Regions from separate parts of the Mus musculus genome. Here all the other regions are linked to region 2. The links are chromatin contacts, called in public promoter capture Hi-C maps. All regions are on one chromosome and are shown on one strand. The core of a region is the stretch at or near the end of the contact, and the rest is flanking DNA. Distances in the headings are between cores, read along the strand shown.

Region 1 (2,700 bases), core at 152-2,651, 450 kb after region 2:
AGAGCAGACCCAGTATCAGAGCACTCGTCAGCACCACAAACAGGGGCCTGGGGGAAAATCGAGTGCTTGGGTGAGACCTCCTGGAGGAATTATTCAGAAAGTGTCAGCAAAGGAGAATGAGACCTGACTTCTCCATCAGTGGTTTCTTGGTTAGGTTTTCTACTTGGCAAACTCCTACTCATACTTCAAGGCTTATCCATATTGCTCCCACTGGAAGCCCTCTCTGATTTCCCTATCTCTGTGTTTCATCATTAGCTAATACTCATTCCTTTGGATTTGCCAGGTCACTCATTGAGCCTCACCCTTCATGTGGTTGGACTCTGATGGGAGGGAATCTAGTATTTTCTTGAGGCTCCCAGTTTCTCTCAACTAAAGTCCAAATGTCTCCAACTGCACTTCCCTATTCTTGCTCAGTTACACCGAAGTTATACAGTCTGATAAGACAGTTCAGCTAGCTGCATAGATAACACAAGCCAGGTCTCTGGGCTTCCCTTAACACAGCTGGACAAACAAACCAAAACCCAGAGAGGGGAATCCACCTGTCTGGTGCCACACAGCCAGTTTTTGTTCAATTCTCCTAAACTACCCAGGCCCACATTTCATAAACTCCATCCTGGTTTTACTTAACCAAAATGCCAACACTAATCTTGACACTGCACAGAACTTGTGATCCTCACCCATGACGATAGTGAAACCCAGATAGATAAAGAGACCTGGGCTCCCAAAGGGCACTTGGCTCACTCAGACTCTCAGGAGACAGGTACCAGGGAGTCAGACCTATGGCTAAGGCCCTCTCTATCCCACTGTTTGAGTTAACTGAGCTTTGGAGTGAGGGGATTGCTGGACCTCCGGGGTCTATCTGAAGATAGAAGTCAGGGACAGGGTGCTCATTGCTTGTAGGGGGAGTTAACTCTAGGCCTGAGACAGAGACGATGGTACAGGGCATGCGTACCAGGGAAGTTGGGTGAGTTGGGCTTTATCTAGGAAAATACTTTGACCCTGGGTGACTTTGGAACTGGCACAGCATACATCCCTGGAATACTCGTAAATGCCACAACCCACTATGGCTCCACATCACCTTTCCCCAGAAACTTACAACTTCATCTTCCTGACAGCGCGGCTGGAGAGGGATTTCTGCTTGCAATGGCGTTCCCCCGGCCCAGCTCCCATCCTATGGGATTTTGCTACCCCTCATCCTCCCTCCAGCCCCATGGTCCTCATGGACGAAAACGCACTGTGAGAACGCCGAAACTTGATTGAGTAGGTAGGACACTGGCAGGGCGCAGAATGACATTGCCACAGTCCTGCCGGCTAGGGGCGGGATGTCCATGGCAGCGGCACCCCGACCCCGGCGAGGCCTCCAGGACGCTTGGCTCCGTGACCGCAGCGCGTCAGAGCTCTGAGTTGCCAGGAACCTGCCTGCCCCCCCCCCCCCCCCCGCGCGCAAAGGTCGCCCCGCGCAGGAGCTGGTCACCACCCTTTCCTGTGTTGAGGTTCTTGGCCAGTATGCGGAGGGGGTGGGTGGGGAGTGCCGCCCTACTATCAGGAGACTCCGCCCATAAGCTCCCTTTCTCAGTCCTTTTATCCATTGCACAGCGTCCTTTCCCAGTTTTCAGCCGTCCCACATCTGCAGCCATGCCCCCTTACCTCTACCCAGCTTATAACTCCGCCCCCATACCCTAGTCACCTGTGGGGCTGAACTGTAGAGACTTCCCTTTACCGAGTCCACAATAGTCCCTTACCTAAGACCCATTCACCTCTCCTAGCCCTACTCACAGGCATTAGCTCAAGAGTGCAGCCACGCTCTACATGGCCCCGCCCCCAGGCCCTACACTCACAACTTGTACACACTGCAGTCCAGCCCCTGGCCACACTCCCACTACTCAGCTCTGCCAACTCTAGGACCTTTTGTGTCATGCCCAACCAGATCTTGGGAGAGGGAAACATTGGGGAGATGGAAGACCAGAGGAGCAAGACTGGAGTACTCAGATTTATCATTCTTATTCTCTTGAGGACTTTGACTAGCTGGAGAGGTCTGGGGAGGATCCAGGGCAGCACAAATGGGATGAAGCTGCAAAGATTGACCATCACGGGCTCCAGCTGGGCTCTTGCAGCTATGCAGTGAGCAATACATGAGACAGCCCAGGCCTCTGCCTCTAGACAGGCCCTACCCATACTCCAGCTGTGCCCAGTCCACACCAGCCCATGCACATATCATGAAGTGTTTGGAAGCCTCTTTTTCCTCTGCCTGGGGTAAAGTCTGAATCAACTGGCTGGTCTCCAGTTACTGTGAACTCAATGAGCCTCAGTGGGACTGGAGGAGGGACAAAAGAGGTTTCTGGCAACAGCAGGAACTGGAATGCTGGACAGGTGAGCATTGGGACTTTAATACACAGCACAACACTTGTGACCACAGGATAGAGATGGATGCCAGAACATTTCATAGTCCAAGGATGGCCGATCTGAATGTAGACTTTGTGTTTCCAGAATATTCAGTAGTAGGGCCGTCTGGGGTTGTTCTGTGGAAGCCCAAAAAGATCAAAGGAGTGTTAGTGGAAAACTATAGGTCCTCCCTCCACAACGTTGCAGGCAGCAGAGCTGACATCCTGTGAGGGCTACAGCAGGGGTTTTGTCATCTCTCTCAAACTAACAGGCAGTCAGGGAGGCACGCACCAGCGGGTTGGGCCGGAATCGGTAGGC
Region 2 (2,757 bases), core at 91-2,590:
ACTCAGGAGGCAGAGGCAGGTGGATTTCTGAGTTCAAGGTCTACAAAGTGAGTTCCAGGACAGCCAGGACTATACAGAGAAACCCTGTCTCGATAAACCACCAAAAAAAAAAAAAAAAAAAAGACAAAGCCACTTAGCCAAAGTCAGAAAACAAGCCAATTAACAAGAGGGTCAAGATCGAAAGTTATTGAGCTGAATGTCAAGAAAAGGGTGTTGGGGTAATTGAGGCAGTGGGGACTGTCACTGAGGCCTTGGGACAGCAATCTTTATAAGTTTTATAACTTATTCATTTGAAAAAGGTGAACTTTTAGTAGAGGTTCCTGACTCTGGCCACCTTCTCTGCTAAAGGATCCAGCAATAAAGGATTGGTGCTAGAAACTTAATGTCTCTTGCTGAATCTCCCAACAACAGAGACGATGGCTCCAACCTGCCTCTATCACCAAGTCTGCTTCCAGCTTTTAATCGTAGTAGGGCACTGGGGAGATAGCTCAGGCAACAGGGCACTTGTCTACCAAGCACAAGACCCGGGGTTCTAACCCCAACGCTGCAGAAACCATGTATCAGCAAATGCCTTTCATTCCAGCAATCGGGAGGTGGAGGAAGGATGACCAGGTATTCGAGGCCATGGAATTCATGAGTTACATGAAATCCTGACTCAAGAAATTGAAAGCATAAGCTAGGATTGTAATTCGTTGGAAGAGCGTTCTCCTAGCAAGCACGACGCTTTAGAATTAGCACCCCTGTAAACCAGGTGTGGCAAGGCACGCCTGTCATCCAGCTCTTCGGACAGGAAGGCCAGGAGTTCAAGGCCAGCCTGAGCTACACACCCACTTGAAGACTAGCTTAGAATACTGGAGACCCAGTCTCAAATTAAATAAAAGCGAAAGAGTAGTGGGAACACCAATATGGACTCTTGCACCATCTCGCTGGCCCCAGGCCTCTCTGCGGAGGCCCCCAACCCAGCTGTAGAACCCTACGTCCTATCAGGCCCTCTCCTTAAGCCCCAGGAAGCCCCGGAGCCCTGCGTCCCTGCCCTGCGACCCTCACCTGCGGGGCTCCTTCCGGGATCCGGCCCCGACCGGAGACCCTCCCGCCCCGAGCCCCCACAATGCCCCGCGCGCCCCGCACCCCAACGCCGCCCCGCGCCCGGTCGACACTACCGCCCCGGGAGGCCCAGCCTCCCGCAGCCTCGGGAGGCCTTGGCCCCGGGAGCCTCGGCCTCCTCGCTACGCCCCGTCACACGTGCCTGCGGCTCGGGGACCCCGCTCGGGGTCCTGTGCCCCCTCCCCGCCCCCAGCCGCGGCCGCCGCGCCTCGGGAAACAGCTTCAGATACGCAGCCCCGCCCCCGCGCACCCATTGGCTGTTCACACCGCGTCTGCCGTGTTTATTGGCTTGTGCACACGTCCGTCTCGCGCCCTCGACACCACCTCCTTCCTGGTAAGCTCCGCTGGCCGTTTCTTAAAGGGGCTCTAGCCTCTAGGTGGAGGGGCTGTTGGGAGTGGGAGATGGGAACGCACTGGGCGCACAGTGGGAGAGGATAGCAGCACGCCCTGATTTGAGTTCATGCTGGGGCAGGCTTCCTCCTGCTTACATACGAGGTAGAAATAAACAAGAAACACTGTAGCTCATGCGCGGTCATTTTCGGGGCTCTTTGGAAAACAATAATATTTCATAATTTTACTTAATACTTTATTTCATGTCCTCCTTCCCCTGCCCCTCTCTTTTCCTGGGGCGTGGTGAGCAAGCCTCTCTGTGTAGGCTTGGCTGTCCTGGACGCAGCACGTTTACCAGACCAGGCTGGCCTTAAACTCATGGAGATCATACTGCCTCTATCTGCTCCTGGGATTAAAGGTGTGTGCTACCACACCCGTCTCAACTATTTTATTATAGCATTCTCTTTTGTTTCATGTTTTATATTGTATTTTAGTTAGCCAGGGTCTGACCATGAAGCCCAAGCTGACAGCAAAGTGTTTAGCTTGCTTGTGAGGTTCTGGAGTCTTAAAGAATTATTGATTTAATTTTATTAGTACACTGTCACTGTCTTTAGACACACCAGAAGAGGGCATCAGATCCCATTACAGATGATTGTGAGCCACCATGTGGTTGCTGGGAATTGAATTTAAGGACCTCTGGAAGAGCAGTCAGTGCTCTAAACCACTGAGCCATCCATCTCTCCAGCCCCAAGGTTCTGGGGTCTTGTGTGACTGCTTACTAAGTTACCTTGAAGGTACAGACGGGGTCAGGAAGCCAGACAGGGTGCTTGCCTGTTGTCTCAGTACTTGACAAGTGGGGCACTGAGGATCAGAAGTTCACGACCCGGCTTGGCTACATTGCACTGTCTAAAAGAACAGTAGCTGAAAGCTGAAGGGCAGTCACCTGAGATACAAGGTTTTCAGTAACTGCCTGCTGTCCATGCAGACTCTGCCAGAAGGTGCTAAGGTGTCAGGGAGAAAGCAGGGCCTCTCATTTGAAGGACCTTATCTACTCTCCCGAGCTGTCACCTTTCAAGAATGATCCTGTAATTCTTTCACTTGATATCAAAGAAACCATGGGCTTGTTCCAGTTCTGAGGGCTTTGAACCTGGCTACATCTGAAACCCAGTGGGGTTTGTTTTTTGTTGTTGTTCTTTGGTTCTTGTAGTACTTGAAATTGGATCTGGGACCTTTGCACATGCTAGGCAGAAGCTCAGTTAAGCAGTGTAGACCTCAATATCTCTTTACATGCAAGGAAAACTATATATTATATATGGAATATAT
Region 3 (2,738 bases), core at 108-2,607, 390 kb after region 2:
TCCTCTGCCTGCCTTTGCCTCCCAAGTGCTCCCAAGGGAAGAGAAGCATGTACCACCATATCCAGCTGCCCAGAGGATGAACACAGAACTCAAAGGTGCCTAAAGTCCACAATCTCGTGAGGCCTCTACTCTGTGGCAGGAATGATGTGGAAGGCCACGTCCCTTGCTGTGTGGGAACAGCTCTGAGGTATATCACAGGCCCTGTTCCAGAAACATGCCTGCTAAGGCTGCCCTCTGCAGAATCCATTCAAGTTCCTGTTAAGCCTGTTTCCTTTACTCCAGAACTCATGTTCCTACCACAAGTCAACTGCACCAAAACCATCATCCCAGGGTAGACTTTGACCAACAGCTTTCCCAGTCAGGAAATCTCTATTCTTCCTGCTCCATCCATCAAGGATCCTGTTGCTTCCAACTTCAGTCCCCTTCATCCCCCACTCCTTCCTGTATCAGACAAGCTCTGACCAGGCTAATGGTGGCAGATGACACCAACTCCTCTTACCACGCAGGGCTCCCATCAGCTAAAGAAAATAATCTACTTATCTGGTCCTTAATATATTTTGCAGTGTCGGGGATCAAACCCAGAGCTTTGAATGCGCTGGTCAAAGTGTTTACGACTGAGCTAAAGCCCCAGCTCTTCTCTCGAGATTTGAGTTTCAATGTGCAGACCAAACTGGCCTTCAATTTCTTGTCTCTTGAGAAGAGAGGATTAGAGTATTGCGCCACCAAGCCCACATACTCCTTTACGTATTCACAGGCTAAAAACCACATTACACTGAGCAGGGACCTGGATGGATTCTGCTTTTAATTCCAACTCTCAGAAGGCAGAGAGGTTTGAGACCATCCCGGTCTACACAGCGAGTTCCAATATAGCCAGGGTTACATCCCGGGACCTTATCTCAGAAGTAGAAAAGAGCCTTTTCCTGCCCGGGATCATTATACATCACAACACCTCCCGGCGGGAGACACCGGCCTCCCTTTTCCATCGAACCCCGCAGGCCGGGAGGTCTACGGCGGCTCTTTGTCATGTACCTTCCCGCGTTGCCCTCTCTAGGCCCCTCCAACCCCTCTAGGGTCCCGCAACACCTTTCTTTCCCTTCAGCTGCATCTCAGGTTCTTCCATAGTGAAGGCAGCCAGCAGAGCCCAGAAACCGGAAGCGGAAGTCGGGAGGTTGAGACGTTTAAACGTTCAGGTATGGGTTCTGGCGTCCTGTGCGCTGGCTCCTCTTACGAGGTAACTTCTATTCAGACACGAGATAGACGGAAGGAGGCAGTCCTATGCGAGCGTGTCGGGAGGATAGAGATTTCTTGATGTTATAGTATGCCTCGTCAAGGACTCCCTGCTACACGTACAGATAATTCTCAGGGACCAGGGCAGGGAAATTGTTATGGACAAAGTAACAATAATATTCGGTCTCTTTAAATTTGACAAGTCCCGCCCATGTGTCTCCGCCCCGTGGGGCAAATGCTCCGCCCTCCCACCGTCTGTGGATCCGATTGGGGCAGACAGGAGGGGGCGGTGCATGGGGCGGGGAAGCGCACGCGCAATAAAATCTTCAGCGAGTCTAAGGCTCCTTCAGCCCTTTAGGAAGGATAGCGTGCGCATGCGCCACTGTACCCATTGGCCTCAGCGGAAGCCACGCTCCTCCCTCCAGTCTTAAAGCGCTAGAAGCAGCTTCGGGTTTTTATTTTTTATTTTTTGGTACTTTTGCAGGGCAAGGGTGCGCAGGCGCAGTGGAGGAGTTTTCCAGTAGGAGTAGTCGTCGCGTATTAAGTTGCTGCTCTATGTCCCAGGAGAGGAAGCTAGAGAACTGAGCGTCTGGTCACCAACTTGCTCTTTACGAGATCTACTGAACCAGAAAAGTTTGTGAACAGAGCTTCCTGAGTTTTGGAAGACCAAGGCTGGCAGCGTAGGGACACAGAGGAGGCTGGAGGGAGGTGAGTGGATCTTACACGTCGCATCTTTTGTTGAGTCCTAAGTCATTTTGGGGGATTCCGGCCCAAATAACCACAGTGGGACATTGATAAGTTTGACATTAGTATCTCTCTATGATGTTTTCTGATATGACCTCTCTGAGGCCTTACATCTTCACCTTATTAACGAGGGAATGAGGCTCAGCTTAGTCATAGACTAGGTTTTTATAGCTTGTAAGTGATTGGAACCCAGACTGCTGCCAGAACCCTCATTTTATTGCCTTGGCTTCTGGTGTTAATTTATTAACAATGATATTTATCTAAAGCCACAGTTTTCCCGGCGTCATAAAGCAAGGCTCAATATGCAGACCATGGCTGTCCTGGAATTCACTATTTAGACTAGGCTAGTCTTGAACTCAAAGGGATCTACCTGCCTCTGCCTCCCAAGTACTAGGACTAAAGGTGTGCACTATCATGCCCCACCTAACCAAGCTCCAGCCCCAGATAAGAACTCATTTATTCATTTATTTTGTGGGCAGGCTGTGCTGTGGGTTTGGTGTGGAGGTCAGAGGACAATTTACCAGGGTCAGTTTTTTCCCTCCACCCTGTGGGTTCCTGGAATCAAAATTGGGTCATCTGACTTGGTGACAAGCGCCTTTACCAACTGAGCCATCTTGGGGACCACGAGATTTGGCTAATTACTGTCATCTCTTCACTCCAGCTTCCTCCATGGAGCCCACTCAGGTTGCAGAGAACCTTGTCCCAAACCAGCAACCTCCTGTTCCTGACCTAGAGGATCCTGAGGACACCAGAGATGAGTCCCCAGA

The links. Promoter capture Hi-C pulls out the DNA fragments that hold promoters and counts their contacts.
Region 1: a contact with region 2 is called in a promoter capture Hi-C map of neural stem cells. The contact joins the promoter of Tm6sf2 here to the promoter of Fkbp8 in region 2.
Region 3: a contact with region 2 is called in a promoter capture Hi-C map of erythroid cells, with 10 times the contacts expected there. The contact joins the promoter of Borcs8 here to the promoter of Fkbp8 in region 2. A contact is called at or near these places in 1 of 39 promoter capture datasets (erythroid cells), 4 of 484 Hi-C or Micro-C datasets (B cells, muscle stem cells, myocytes and 1 more), 3 of 115 datasets of contacts at active chromatin or transcription factors (bone marrow-derived macrophages, memory CD8 T cells and stem cell-derived neural progenitor cells) and 1 of 9 other capture datasets (pancreatic islet).

Annotation. Positions count from the first base shown.
Region 1 is chr8:70,071,625-70,074,324 of GRCm38.p6, reverse strand. Tm6sf2 (transmembrane 6 superfamily member 2) reads right to left here and starts at 1,401. Exons shown (of 10, transcript NM_001293795.1): 1 at 1,236-1,401; 2 at 1-47. The coding sequence starts at 1,330. It overlaps Sugp1 (SURP and G patch domain containing 1), which reads right to left. Exons shown (of 14, transcript NM_027481.3): 13 at 2,674-2,700; 14 at 1,978-2,519. The coding sequence ends at 2,493.
Region 2 is chr8:70,526,326-70,529,082 of GRCm38.p6, reverse strand. It overlaps Fkbp8 (FK506 binding protein 8), which reads right to left and starts at 1,340. Exons shown (of 9, transcript NM_001111066.1): 1 at 1,247-1,340.
Region 3 is chr8:70,138,118-70,140,855 of GRCm38.p6, reverse strand. It overlaps Borcs8 (BLOC-1 related complex subunit 8), which reads right to left and starts at 1,357. Exons shown (of 6, transcript NM_001145552.2): 1 at 1,084-1,357. The coding sequence starts at 1,120. It overlaps Rfxank (regulatory factor X-associated ankyrin-containing protein), which reads left to right and starts at 1,659. Exons shown (of 9, transcript NM_011266.2): 1 at 1,659-1,935; 2 at 2,633-2,738. The coding sequence starts at 2,641. Gm45929 (predicted gene, 45929) reads right to left here and starts at 1,357. Exons shown (of 9, transcript NM_001310055.1): 1 at 1,084-1,357.